3 separate regions of the Mus musculus genome follow, and all the other regions are linked to region 3. A link is a contact called in public HiChIP or PLAC-seq data. All regions are on one chromosome and are shown on one strand. The core of a region is the stretch at or near the end of the contact, and the rest is flanking DNA. Distances in the headings are between cores, read along the strand shown.

Evidence for each region. HiChIP or PLAC-seq counts read pairs in DNA pulled down with a chosen protein or histone mark.
Region 1: an HNF4G HiChIP or PLAC-seq map of pancreatic cancer cells shows a contact between it and region 3. The contact joins the enhancer-like site here to the promoter of Agap1 in region 3. A contact is called at or near these places in 1 of 39 promoter capture datasets (cranial neural crest), 1 of 484 Hi-C or Micro-C datasets (embryonic stem cells) and 6 of 115 datasets of contacts at active chromatin or transcription factors (embryonic forebrain, embryonic stem cells, pancreatic cancer cells and 1 more).
Region 2: a contact with region 3 is called in an H3K27ac HiChIP or PLAC-seq map of extraembryonic endoderm stem cells, with 9 times the contacts expected there. The contact joins the promoter of Glrp1 here to the promoter of Agap1 in region 3. A contact is called at or near these places in 3 of 115 datasets of contacts at active chromatin or transcription factors (embryonic stem cells, extraembryonic endoderm stem cells and pancreatic cancer cells).

The regions. Positions count from the first base shown.
Region 1 is chr1:88,762,140-88,766,519 of GRCm38.p6, forward strand. No RefSeq gene overlaps it. Among named protein-coding and RNA genes, the nearest start is that of Platr5, 9.4 kb to the left of the region's middle. Within about 2 kb of position 1,887, at least 19 of the 459 cell types and tissues checked have an H3K27ac peak or open chromatin away from gene starts, as enhancers often do. A contact at or near this core is called in pancreatic cancer cells, where this site is marked.
Region 2 is chr1:88,507,441-88,512,452 of GRCm38.p6, forward strand. It overlaps Glrp1 (glutamine repeat protein 1), which reads right to left and starts at 2,626. Exons shown (of 3, transcript NM_008132.2): 1 at 2,351-2,626. The coding sequence starts at 2,446.
Region 3 is chr1:89,453,466-89,457,760 of GRCm38.p6, forward strand. Agap1 (ArfGAP with GTPase domain, ankyrin repeat and PH domain 1) reads left to right here and starts at 1,346. Exons shown (of 18, transcript NM_178119.3): 1 at 1,346-2,127. The coding sequence starts at 1,965.

The DNA.
Region 1 (4,380 bases), core at 637-3,136, 690 kb before region 3:
TCTTTGTCTCCTTGGCTGTATGACCAGCTGCTTCAAGTTCCTGTCTTATCAATGTCAATAATGTTCCTAGTCTCTTTGGTGAAAATGTAAATAATCTAAATGTCCAGCATTAGAGGACTTGCTAATAGAACCACGGTTGTCCCAGACCCCCTTCTGGCCCTGTCCTCCATAGACATGCTGTAGGTGCATGTTCTAGATCAAATCCTCACTGTGCTGTGGGCACATGCCATGCTAGGCACCCAACTCTCTGCTGTCTGCCTTCTCATCTTCCGAGTGCTTGTGCCAAGGATGCTTTCTGGTTGTCTGTACATCTCCACTACTAGCTCAGTGCATAGCCTACAATAGATACATAATTAGTGTTAAATGAGTAAGAGGTGTGTGTGTGTTACCCCTATACTCAATAAAATACTACTGCCAGCATGTCATATGATTTTAAAATTTCTTATGTAATAATGATAAGAAAAGACAGAAAGGGTAAATTTTAAAAAATAGGATCTATTATATTCATTGGGATTAAAAACACCTGTATTAGATGTTAAATGCAATGTGTGTATATGTGTGTGTATGTATGTATATGTGTTTGTGTGTGTATGTGTGTATGTATATGTATATGTATTTGTGTGTATGTATATGTGTGTATGTATGTGTATATATGTATGTGTGTATGTGTGCATGTGTGTGTATGTGTGTGTATATGTGTTTGTGTGTATGTATATGTGTGTGTGTGTGTGTGTGTGTGTGTGTGTGTGTGTGTATTTTTTCATCCCACTGTTGATCCTTTGGGAATTCCATTCATGTTTTAGTTTTAAGACAATTTTATCTCCACATTACTGACTAAGAAGCCAATTGTTTCAGAATGGTTTCAATTACTTGTTATGACAATTGGATGCCTGACAAAGAGGGCTGGGGAGATGTCTCTGGGAGAAAAGACACCTGTGGCCAAGCCTGACAACCTGCATTGGATCACCAGCGCCAGAGGGAGAGATGACTTGTCTTTTCCGTTGCTATGATAAAGTAAGTCTGCCTAAAACAAGTTTAAGGTGGAAAGAGGTTATTTGGCTTACAGTTCCAGGTTACATAGCAGGGAAGTCAAGGCAGGAACTTGGAAGAGGGAGTCACGGCACATACATAGTCAAGAGCAGAGAGAATCACAAAGAGATGCATGCCCACAGCTCAGCTTGCTCACCTATTCATGCATAGTTCAGAATCCAAACCTAGAGCGCAATGCTACATTTAGGAGAGGCATTCCCAGCTCAGTTAATCCAGTCTGGAGACTCCCTCACAAACATGGCTAGGGGCTGGCGGGGCAGTGGCCTCTGCCACTAGACAGAAAACTTGGTGAGGTTGAGTGGATTCAGAAACCCTGATAATTCTCACTTCTGAGAATGATAGGGGTTTAATCTACTCCTACCAGGTTCCTGTCCTGCAACACATGACCACGACACCCCATGGAGAGGACTGTGACAATCAGTCACATAGGTGCAACACCCGAATCCCCCCACATGCAGATGAGGCATCCCTAACATCTCAGAACAAGCCAATAGAAAGCATCTGCTTTTAGACCTCAGCCTATCACCAAATGAATATAAGACCCTATCCACAAGGAATAAAGTGCACAAGTTATTTCATCAAAGACTGTCCTAACACGTTGAGGAAGAGAATTCTCTCCTGAAACTTTCATTGCTGGAAGCTCCCTGAGCCTAAGGTAGTCACTTCCCATTGCTCAGTGGCCCCGCCCAACCCTGGCTCCCAGCCCCGCCCACTGCTTTCCTGTTGCATGCTGTTGCCTGTCATTGACTCCAGGGCAGGTGCAGCAGCCAACTCTGGGGCAGCTGCAGAAAAGGCCTGGCAGCCCTCCTTGCTGTGGCTCTTCGTCCCCTCAGAGAGCCACAACTGTTTGGCTATTCTGGCCAGGCCAGAGCCCCAAAGATCCCCTCAGACAGTGCCCAGTATGCAGACCGCAGACTGGGAGTGGCTTGTTTCTGTGATGATTCTAGATCCAGTCAAATTAATAATTAATAACCATCACAGATGTTTAGAGACTGAGTCAGAATGGCTGAGCCTATTGACTGTTATACCCAGGCTGCCTGGCCCCAGACGTGGGTCTCCTGAATACTGTTCTACATTTCTTGTAGTGTAAACACAGGCAAAAATAAAGTCACCAAAACTCACACTAAAATATATTCTACCCATATAATAGAGGAGTAGAACACTTGCCTGGCATGTTTGAGGCTCTGGAGTCCAGCCATAGTATCACCAAAATAAAACAACAAAATAACTCTACAAAGTCGATGAACTTTAGCCAAGATGAGCTTTGCTCGGTGGGGCTATTAGGGATTAGTTTTTTATTATTGATTTTTCATATTGATTCTCTATGACATTCATGATGGAAAAATAATTAACTATTCTTAAAAAAAATCAGTGACAATCAGGTGGACATATATTTGTAAAGTATCAATATGACTTAGAGTGTGCTCCCGTGTCCTGCTTGCTGAAGTCATAGGAGAACTTTTGCCAGGCTGGTGAGTGTCACTGGCAGGTGCTCCATGCATGGAGGCCACCAGCTGAAATGATGGCAAAGATGAGGGGGAAATGACCTTCATAACTTACCAGGGACTCAGAAGTCTAGACAGGAGTGACCCAGACATCAGAGGGTCATCATTACCACTGCCTCCATCTCTCACAGTGACCATGATACAGTAGTTGGGAATCTCATGGAGATGAGATTCAGGGTCACAGGAGGGTGTGCACAGCTATGACCAGACACAGCACTTCATGTTAGAGTCTTCAGTATGCATGGAGATCACAGTACCCACTCCTTAGGATCACTAGAGGTTAAGTGTATTGTTACTTTGATATATTGGTGCATTGCTATATTGCTACATTGCTATATTGCTACATTGCTATATTGCTACACTGTTATATGCCGCTTTTGTTTTCATTTCTTGTGTCATGCAAGACTTCTCTTCCTTGGGAAGAGATGTTGGGAAGAGGTGTGCATGCCATAGTGTGGGTCACTGAATAGATTCACAGAAAGCAGAGTATTGATGCAGCTTCAGATCATCAACCCAGGCTCAGAAAGTTCAAAAGCCCCAAAGCCAAGTGTCCTGTCAAGCATTCAAGACATGTTGGGTTTACTTCAATTGGACCTCCTTCCACTGCTGTTGACTAGGACGTTGAAATTCTGCCTTTTGAAGTTCAGTATGCCCAAGGTTTGGCGGTAGGTTTTGCAGGATCAGATGACAGGCTCCAGGTGGCCAGGGGTTAGCTACCGTGGCAAAAGCAGTCTTTTTGGCGTCTCATGTGATTTGGCATTCATTTCAAGATGATGTCAATGAAATCACACTGGGGTGGGGATGATGGCTTCAGGCCCCATGCTGGTGACAGCTGACATGTTTATCCTTCTCTCTGGGGCACCCACCTCCTGGCCAGCGGTCAATTACAAAGACTCTTCAGAGAATTATGATTGACTTAAGATATTTTGTGAAAACACAGTTGAGTTTTATGGCAATGTACTTACTGTAAAGAGTTCTTTGCTAAACATTGAACATTCTCAGATGACAAGAATAAACGCTGTTAGGGCTGGAGAGATGGCTCAGTGGTTCAGAGCACTGATTGCTTTTCCAGAGGACCCAGGTTCAATTCCCAGCACCCACATAGTGGCTCACAGCTGTCTGTAACTCCAAGATCTGATACCCTTACACAGACATATGCATACAGGCAAAACACCAATGCACACAAAATAAAACTAAGTAATTAAAGGAAGAGAGAGACAATTAATAGCCATTTCCTGAGACTTCTCCATCACTTCAGGCATCCCTCATTTGTTCTGTGGCTTTGATTGTAGAGCTATAAAAAGAAAGCTGTGCTGATGAAGGGACTCATAAGATGCATTTCCAAACATCTAGATCTTTCCTGCAGAGACACTTGTGGGATAGTGGGTGGGTGAGAGGGATAGTGGGTGGGTAAGGGGGATAGTGGTGGGTGAGAGGGATAGTGGGTGGGTGAGAAGAATAGTGGGTGGGTGAGAGGGATAGTGGGTGGGTGAGAGGGATAATGCCGGGTAAGAGGGAGGATTTGAACAATTGCTCATCTTTGTCAGATCTCATTCAAAAGCATGATGTCAGTTTCCACTCTTTTTTTTTTCTCTAAAATAAATGTTTAAAGCCATTTCCAGCCTCCTTCCACACCACTTTCCCATAACTGCATTATCACACTCCACACCACCACCTGCCCCTCCCCAGCTCCATGGAAGGACACAAAGGCACAGGGCTCTCCTCTCTTCTGCACATCTTAAGGGCCACAGACAGAACAAAGGTAGATTGTCCAGATTGTCTTTCCCAGCCTGAGATCCTAGAAAACTGGCCCAGGATGCCTTAA
Region 2 (5,012 bases), core at 1,376-3,875, 940 kb before region 3:
AGAGCGTGCCCACCCACACACTGCTCTTTAGCCAGCTCTGCAGGTGCCCTTCCTGGACAGGGTTTCTTCTTTGTAAAAACAAAACAAAACAAAACAAAACAAAAACAAAAACCAATATTTACACTTATTTATTTAATTTGTGTGCACCCATTGGACAGTTCTGAGCCTTCAGATACTTTGGCTGTGTAGAGAGACTGGGCAGAAAACTTTGTGTTAGAGAGTGCCCTTAAATTCCCTCCATCTTTCTCTCAGTCTCTCAGGGGACTAGCCTATACCTTTGTAACCTATCAGTCCTCACTTGGTAGCTGTCAGAAGCTACAAGGCTAAGAGCAAAACAAACAAACAAAAACAAAAACAAAAAAATTAATAATAATGGAAGTGTGAAAATGCTAACAGTCTGCAAACTGAGCTGTCCGTGCAATGATCCCTAGCAGGCTCTGAAAAACTCCCAATCCACCAGCAAGTTGACACAATTGTTTTGCCTGAGATGCACATTTGAAGTGTATGTTCGCTGTTCCAAAGAATGCTTTAATAGGGTTTGTTTAATTTTGCTGGCTCCTAATTCAAACATTCGGCTGCCTTAGTTGTCGGTGACTAATTGCAGGTTTGTATTTGTGCAGGAATTACTCAAAGCTACTCTTAAAACCTCTCTGCACTCTCAAGGTGACTCACCTCTTCCAGCCCCACCGCTAACAGCGGAATTATCCTGAAGGTGCTTCACGAAATGCATGAGAGTGGATTAAGGTGACAGACCGCTCCTGCGTGCAGACTTTTTCTTTATTATTTACCTATTACATTTATTTAGTGTATGTGTATGGCCACAAGCTCAGGTCCTACAGTGTGTCCCACAGCACAGGTATGGAGGCCAGAGGATAGCTGGTTGGAATCAGTTCTCTTCTCCCACCATGGGAGTTCCGGGATGGGATTCAGGTCTCCAGGTTTGTTATCAACAGACCTTTGTCTACTGAGTCATCTTGCTGGCCTCACCCTGTTTCTCTTCTCTTGTTTTTAGTGTATGTATGTTTGTGTATGTGTATATACATGCATATGTGTGCATGTGCATGCATGTTTATGTGTATGCGTCTGTGAGTGTGTACACACATGCAGCTAGAGGTCAACCCTAGGTGTTATTCCCCATGATCTGTGCATCTCGGTTTTTGAGACAAGGTCTCTGTCCTTTTGGCTAGTGATTGCTAGGAACGCACTCATGGCCACCTCTCCAGTGCCAGGATTAACAAGCACTCTGAACTGAACAGCAAGCACTTTACTGACTAAGCCATCTTCCCAGCTTCCTAGTCATGTCTACTTATTATTTTTACTGAAGTGCAACATGTAAACACAAATATCAATAATAAGGATCTATAATGAAGGGAATTCCCAGTGTGGGCAGACTCAGGACAAGAGCAAGATTGTCAGTGCATTGAAGCCCGGTCTCTGGCCCTGGCTTCTGCCCGGAAGCCCATCTGAGGCCTTGGCTTCTGCTGAGTTCAGGCCCCTCTGTGGCCTTGGGTAAGTGGAGTCAGAGTTTACACTCTTTTGTCTGACATATTCTTCTTCTCACTCACTGTATCCACTGGGCTTTTGATTTTGTTTCTTTAGTTTTTAAGCTGAGGTCTCACTAAGCTGCTTCTGTAAGCTTGATTCTGGATCCTTTGACCTCACCCTTCTGAAGAGCTGGAACTTCAGGCACACATGACCACACTCAGCTTTCGCTGTTGCTCATTTTTCTTGCCGTGTAGCCCTTTATAATGAGCCACTATTTGTTTTTATATTCTTAGTCCTGACCCTAGTAACTAAAAGCTGGGATTCTCATTTTTAAATGTTTATCAGTCATTTATTTAACAATGTTGATCCATTTATCTGTCTTTCTTTGGACTTCTATTTATTTTAAAATAATAATTTTCAATTTTAAAAATACTTTAATCTATAGAAAAGTTGCAAGAATTACCATCTGAGGAACACACATTTCTTTCTCCACCTAAGATTCATCCATTGTTAACCGTCTGTGATGTCAGCTGAGTACTGGCCTACTCTCTCCTTCCCGATCCTCCCCTCCCTCCTCTTTTTCCCCTTTTCACTGGCCAATCATTTTTGAGCTTAAATTGTAACTGCCAAAATATTTAGTCTCAAAATATTTAAGTAGGACACCTAAAATACAACTTTGGTTTTTGGGTTTTTTTTTTTTTTTTTTTAAATCCCAAAATTGCGACAAAACTCAAGCAATTAAACGTCTTCAGGCTAATACTGCATACCGTGCAAGCACATGAAATCCATTGATCGTCCACATACCAGTTGTAGTGGTGTTCAGCCCTGACCTGATCTAGGAGCAGTACATACTTAATTGTCATACCTCCTTGGCCCCGTCCAGCCTAGAGTAGGCCCTTCTCTTTCTCCTTTTTCCACTTTTGATGATAGCAACATCTCTGAAGAGGCATATGCTGCTCATGTGTCCAGTTTGAAGACGGGGTCGTTTGGTGAAACTTTCAGTTTCAGTTAGTCTCTGTTGCTGTAACAGAAGAGGACAGACGAGGGTAGTTTACTAAAAATAGAAACCCATTTCCCACAGTTCTCCAGACCAGGAAGTCCATGGCCACTGTGCCGGGGGTCTGATGACATCCTTCTTAGAAGTTACAAACTGTGGCGCATGGGATGATGAGGGCTGTTTGAATAGCAAAGGTGAGTCAGCAGGGTTAAACGCTGCTGTGTGGTTCCTCTTCTACAAGAATCTCAATCCCATTCCGGAGACAGGAGTCAGCCCACCTCATCCCCACTCGCAGGCCCTCCCTCACTCCAGAGACATTTGTGTCAGCAACATTGGAGTTTGGGGAAGGACACAGTCTATTATTGTGTGTAGACTGAAGCAACAAGGTGTTGCCCTCACCATGAAAGCTGCAGAACAGATTCACCCAGCTCTTAGTGGGGCGACAACTCTCACTGCAGAGCCTCAGTGACCTCCTTTTCACATTCACTTAATTATCTGCACGCAGTCACGTGCTCATGGACCTGCACACTTACACATTCAGCTTCATGTCTACTTGTTTTTATTAAATGGCTTCTTTATTTTTTTGCTTATAATAGTTTCCTCTTTTTTGTTGTTGTTGTGGGATGACAGGTTTGTTTATTATTTATTTTTGTTGTGCTGTTACTGTATATTTTGAGGTAGGATCTCTTGTCTCCCTAGACAGCCTTGAACTCCCTCTGTAGCCATGGTAACCTTGAACTTCTAATCCTCCTTCCTCTGTCTGGTGTGGGCAGGTCTGGTCTACATGGCGCTGGGGATTGAACTCTATGCACGGAACTCTATTCCCAGCCCTTTTTATTGGTTTTAAAACAGCTCCCTATATTGATGGCAAAGCTGACATAAGCTGACAGTATTTCTCAAGACTGCCACTTGTTCCTGGTGATGGTTTCTGTTTTTCATTAACACTGTCTCTTATCTGCTCTAACATGAGCTTTCTTTCTGCCTTTGATGTTTCACCATCCATTTTCCTTGAATAGTAAACGTAGATTGCCTAAACTCCTTATGTTTTATTATTCTTATATACCTTTTATTTTTATTTCTTCTAAGGATTTATTTATTTTGTATGTGTGAGTGGTTTTGCTTGTGTGTGTCTATGTGCCCTATGCATGGCCGGGGCCCTCGGAAGAGGTCAGAAGAGGGCGCTGGACTTCCTGCAACTGGAGTTATATGGATGGATGTGGCTGCCAACAGAGCCTGACGATGCTAATGCTCTGACTGTGGACGTCCAAGCTTTTGAATGACCAGAAACACAGCCACCATGTAGGTGCCAGGAGCCAAACCCACGTCATCTGCAAGAACAAGAAGTGCTCCAAGCCATCTCTCCAGCCCCCTCCCCTTTCACATGGAAACATATTATTTCTTGCTTTTTTAGAGTAAGGAGGAGTAGATATAGCTTTTGTCCATGCTTATCGACTCGGTAGAGTTTCTGTGTAGGCAAGAACATATCAATCAATAGGAAGGAAGCCCCTGCCCTGGTGGGGAAATAGAACAGGACTTTCATTCTTATTAAAGAACAATTCTCAAGGTTTGTCAAGTCTAAGAAGGTCCATGCTGCTATTAATTATGGATTGAATCTTGAGGATAGGGTGGCCTTCTGCTAACTGAAAGTTTGCACGACAGTAATGGATGATTCGATCCTTTGACCCCATTGCTGGCTGAGGGGAGGAACAACACCTCTGTTGGCACTGAAGCTTGCAGAAGCTTCCATCAAAGGCAGCAGAGAGGGAGCATTGATGAGCACCTAGCAGGAAAGGAGGAAAAACTACCTGGGGAACAAGATGAGGAACCTCAAGGCTCCCCCAAACCCTGGAGCTGAGAGTACACTGGATCTGGGAGGTGAGGTTTGAGGAAACCTGACCTCACTAGCAATGTGGAGAACCAAATAACAAGGCTTTGGGAGACAGAGTGGGGTATGCCAGGGAGGGTGGTGCTGAGTGTCCCAGCCCAGCAGGAGATGGCCACTAGAGTGAAGAGACTATAAAAGTGCAACAGGCCTGCTGGATCCTAAGTGACAAAGATGTGTTTCTGGTTATTCCAAAGCCTACAGTCCACAGTCAGCCTGTCAGCATGGTCAGGCTCTGGTGCGGGCCTCCTCTGTGCTGCTGCAGAACACGGATGGCTGCTGATGCTGTGGAAACGGGTTTAGCTCCCTCAGACATCTTAGATAGGACAGTGCTCCTCCGTAAGAGCTCCAGGGTCAGACCCAACCTTTCCCACTTGGGGGGGTCAACGTTTTAGGCTCCCTTTTTGGCAAGGGACACAAATCTCCAGCTCATTGCCCACCACGCTACTGTAGCATTTACCTTGTGCCATGAATAGCCACGTGTACTGTGAATTTGGTTTTATCAACCATCTCCCATCAATGAACAAAAGTGTGATGGCAGCTTGGACATGCTTATGTCCCTTGATTTATCTGAGCCCCTAGACAATTGTCTGACAGAGAGCAATTGGCCAGGTGTGTCCTGGGTGACACCCAGGGCTTTCTTCCCTT
Region 3 (4,295 bases), core at 96-2,595:
TGGATGTGATGAGGAGGGGACAGGTGGATAGGTCTGGGACAGAAAATTTAGTGTCATCAACCTCTATATGATATTCAAAGGCATAAGAGAGGCAAATAAAACAGGTCTAAGGTTGACTCCCAGCATCATCCATATTTAAACCTTAGAGAAGTACAAAGGAACCCCCAAAGAGATTGAGAAGCCAGATGTGAAGCAGGGGAGTCCTGGAACTATTTCACAAAGAGTTGGGGTTTCAAGGTGGAGTAGGGACGAACAGTAGAATGAACCCACATGCCAGCATCTCTATTAGTGTTTCTGCTAAGGACGAAGATAGAGGCAAGGCACAGAACAAGCCAGGGCCTCTGCTGTGTTAGGGACAAGGAAGGCTGAACAGTACACTGGCTTGAGGAACACTGGAACTCGGAAGAGTTCCAAGAACCAAGAGCTAGGCTGCCTGGGGCCCTGGGCTGCCCATTAGCTTGCATTTGAACCAGGTAAAGCCCAGGGCATTTGAATCAGGAATGTGGGCTGTTTATAAAACACCCCTGCATGGTGAGACAGTGCATAGACCCAGGACCTTTACGGCCTCGGACTCGTCCTGGATCCTTGGAAATCTACAACAATCTAATTCATTTGGAGTCGTTGGCATGAGCTCTCAGCTGCAGTGCGGTCTAGCTTCATGGGCTCCTGGACTGGGCTAAAGTGGGGTTAGTGTCGGGCGCTCGGAGGGCTGCGGCGTGGAGGTTACAACTCAGTTGTGCAACATTTTCGTGGAAAAGCCTAGAAGCCCCCGTGGAATTCCGTCTCACCTACCACCCCAGCCTCAGGTTTAGTTTATTGATGAAGCGTTGGACTCCCGTGTATCCCATGGGAAGGGAAGTAACTATCCTGCTGGGTTTAGAAAGGAGGCAGAAAGTTGCCAGACGGGGGGAGGGGACCCCGCGCGTCGCAGAGGTTCCTTAAGCGCTCAACTGGCAAACAAACAAAAGCGCGGGCGGGCGGGCGGGCTCGTGCGCCACCTTCCCCGTACAGAGGCGCGGGGGCTGGCACGGGGCAGTAGGGATAACCGAGAGGGACCAGGGCTCTCAGCTCGCAGATCCGCGGGCTGTAGCGGCATCCGGACGTCCCGCGGGGCCCGCCCAGTGCGCTGCGACGCGATCGCACAGCGCACCCCACGCGCGCGGGCCGGCCGGCGTGATGGACTACAAGTCCCAGCAAGCCCAGAGGCAGCGCGGGGCGGGGTCTGGCGCAATTCCCCGGGATCCGGCGCGCTGGGAAGCGCCGCCGAGGACGCAGCGGCGGCCGGAGGGCGGCGAGCGCAGGCGGGGGCGGGGCCGACGTGGGCCAGAGCCCTGCGTGCCAGGGAGGGGGCTGGCCGGGCAGCGGCGGGCGGCGCTCGGAGCGGTCTCCGCGGCTGGCAAGGCGCCTACAGCTCGGTCCCGGCTTGGCGGACGGCGCAGGGCAGCTGAGGGCCCCGGCCCGCGCGGTAGCGCGGCACTCACAAGCGCGCGGACCCAGCCGCAGCCGTGCGCCCGGAGCAGAGCGGCCACTGCCCGGGGGCCTCGGCCCCGGCGCTCGCAGCGCCGTGCTGCCTGCGCTTTAATGGCTGCTCGGCCGGCCGGCGTGTAGGGGTGCGGGCGGCTGCGGCGCGGGAAGGCGCCCGAGCGAGCCTCCTCCGCGGCCGGCCGCGCTCCATGGCGCCGCGGTCTTCCCGGACGGCCCGCTGACCCGGGACGCTGGTCCCTGCTATGAACTGAGCCCCTCTACTGCTTCATCCTCAGCGTTCTTTTCTTTTTCTTTTTCTTTTTCTTTTCTTTTCTTTCTTTCTTTCTTTCTTTCTTTCTTTCTTTTTTTTTTTTTTTGCGCCTCCTCGGCTCCGTGCTCCCCGGGGGCTGCGGCGCCCCGGGTCTCGGTGGCCCGCGGGGCTCCGGGGCGCGGGGCGGCGACGACGGGGGGCGCGCGGCTTTGGGCGCCGCGCCTGCACCATGAACTACCAGCAGCAGCTGGCCAACTCGGCTGCCATCCGGGCCGAGATCCAGCGCTTCGAGTCGGTCCACCCCAACATCTACTCCATCTACGAGCTGCTGGAGCGCGTGGAGGAGCCGGTGCTGCAGAACCAGATTCGGGAGCACGTCATCGCCATCGAAGGTGAGGGCCAGGCCGCCCGGGGCTTCTGGAAAGCGCGGGGGAGCGGGCGCCCCTGGCGCGGCGGGGTGTGTGCGCGCGTGTGTGCTTGCGTGTGTACACACGCGGCTGCCCGGCGGAGAGAGCACTGCGGTGCCTCTTGTCCCGCAAGGCCGGCCAGTCAGCCAGGGAAGATGGGTTGTCAGCGTTCATTTGATAATGGACAATGGAGTCTCTCCTGTGAGAAAGTGGCACGGTGCTGCTACGTCCGGGGCGGCCCGCAAGCCCCGTCCGGGCCCAGCAGACGCCTGGGGGCAGCTGCTTGGGATGGCGCCACTGGATCCCTGACAGGTTATCAGGCCCGGCCTGAGTGTCTTTCGTGGACGTTGAAGATGTGTTTTGAGAAGCGCTGCTGCTGGGGATGCTGTTCCGGCCAGCTTATTCAGTTGCTTCATGGCTGGCTACCCCCCCCCCCCTCCAGTTCGCGGATACAGGGGAGGTGGCACATGTAGGAAGCCAATGGGACCCAGGCAGTATCATGCCCCAGTGCTGATCGGACTGGCGTTGTACAAACGCTGGCCGTTTTGTACTAAAATCCTGAGGCAAATTATAACCCTTCTTGGGAGGCAGGACACCTTGATACTGTCTTGCTGAAAGGGGCACTTTAATCCGTCGGCTACTTGGGAGCCACCCAAGGGGCGGAAAAGTGGATGATCTTGCTGCCTGTAAGCCTGTGTTTGCACAGAACACTGTTTTGAGCCCCCAGTGTCAGGCAAGGCAGTATCCCTGCAGGGGAGGATGGAGCCGGTGGCTTTGCCCTGGCTTGTGCTCTCTTTGGACTACCCATGGCTCCCGTTTCTCTCCTACTAGGTGCCTGACCTGTTTCCTTGGGTTGTTTCTTCGGGCCTGCCATCATTTACCTGGGGGAGCAGGTGGCATCTAAATGGGTAATGTGTCATAGATCAGCCAGTGGATTAGCAGTCTATCCTCTTGAGTTGCTGTTGGCCAGTGACAGTAAAAGGCCTGCAGGTGGCTTGTCCTAGTGTAATACTGCGCCTGCCAAAGGCTAGTGAGTCCTCTGTTGAGAGCCATGGGAACCTTCCAAGTCTAGCAGGAGTGTGTTCAAAAACAGGTGCAGGTACTGCCCTGGGCTCCTCCCCCGACTCCTCCCCCTGTTGTGAGACGGCCTCTGCCCCTAAGAAAGCTTGGCTCCCGTGTGTTCTGAACTTCTAACCCTGAAGTATTTGGGTTTAAAACTTGGCTGCTTGGATAGAGATGGTGGAGGCTCTGTTGCTGATCCTCTTGGCATTTGGCAGCCTCATGTACTTGAACCACGTCCCAGGCAGGCTGGAAGACTGACTGACTATCCACCGGATATATTGTAGTTCTAGGGGAGGGTCCAAGCAAGCTCCATCCTGATGAGGGACTGGCTCTCAGTGCACCTGGGCCCCCTGAGTGTTCATGGCTGCCTGTGGTGGCTTCAGATGCTTCCAGACCCACTAAGAGGCACAGCTTCTTCTGTGTGTCATGGAGTTTTGTGGTGTTGAGGAGGGCACTGTCTCCCCTCATCATCCTCCCAGTTGATGGTGAGGAGATAGAGCTGATGGGTTCCTCTGAGAGCCGTCTGTGGGTTCCTGTCAGAAGTGCTGAAAGGTTCTCGTGTTTCTCTCAGATGGCTGCTCAGCTTCCTGGCTGCGTATACAGAAGTCTGATGAAACCCTTTGAAAGCTGGTGCCAGGAATGGAATGCACCTGACTGGAGCTTCTTGCTCTAGAGGAGAGAAAGACCTCCAGCTGAGTGTGACTCATTTCCCATTCTTAAAGCTACACTCTAGGGTCTTGTTAGCAAGAGGATGTTCTTTCGTGTTTTTTTTTTTTTTTTTAAAGTTGTTCTTCCGCAATGATCTCTCCTTGATAGCTTGATGCTCACCTTAATAAGACGAGTCCATGTCCCCTTCTCTTTATAACCTTTGTCATTCTCAGTGAAACCTGAGCTAGTGGATGGCTCATGCTGGAGACTCTGATAATGCTATTCTTTCGGCTAGGACTAGAAATGCCTATATTGTGCCAAGTCTGTAGTAAATTCAGTGAGCCCGGAGAAGAAGCGGTGGTATCTGCCTCTGTTCGTTGAGCCCTTACTTATCTACAGCGGTACACTGCACATTTGTGGAGAACTGGAGGACAGATGTTTTG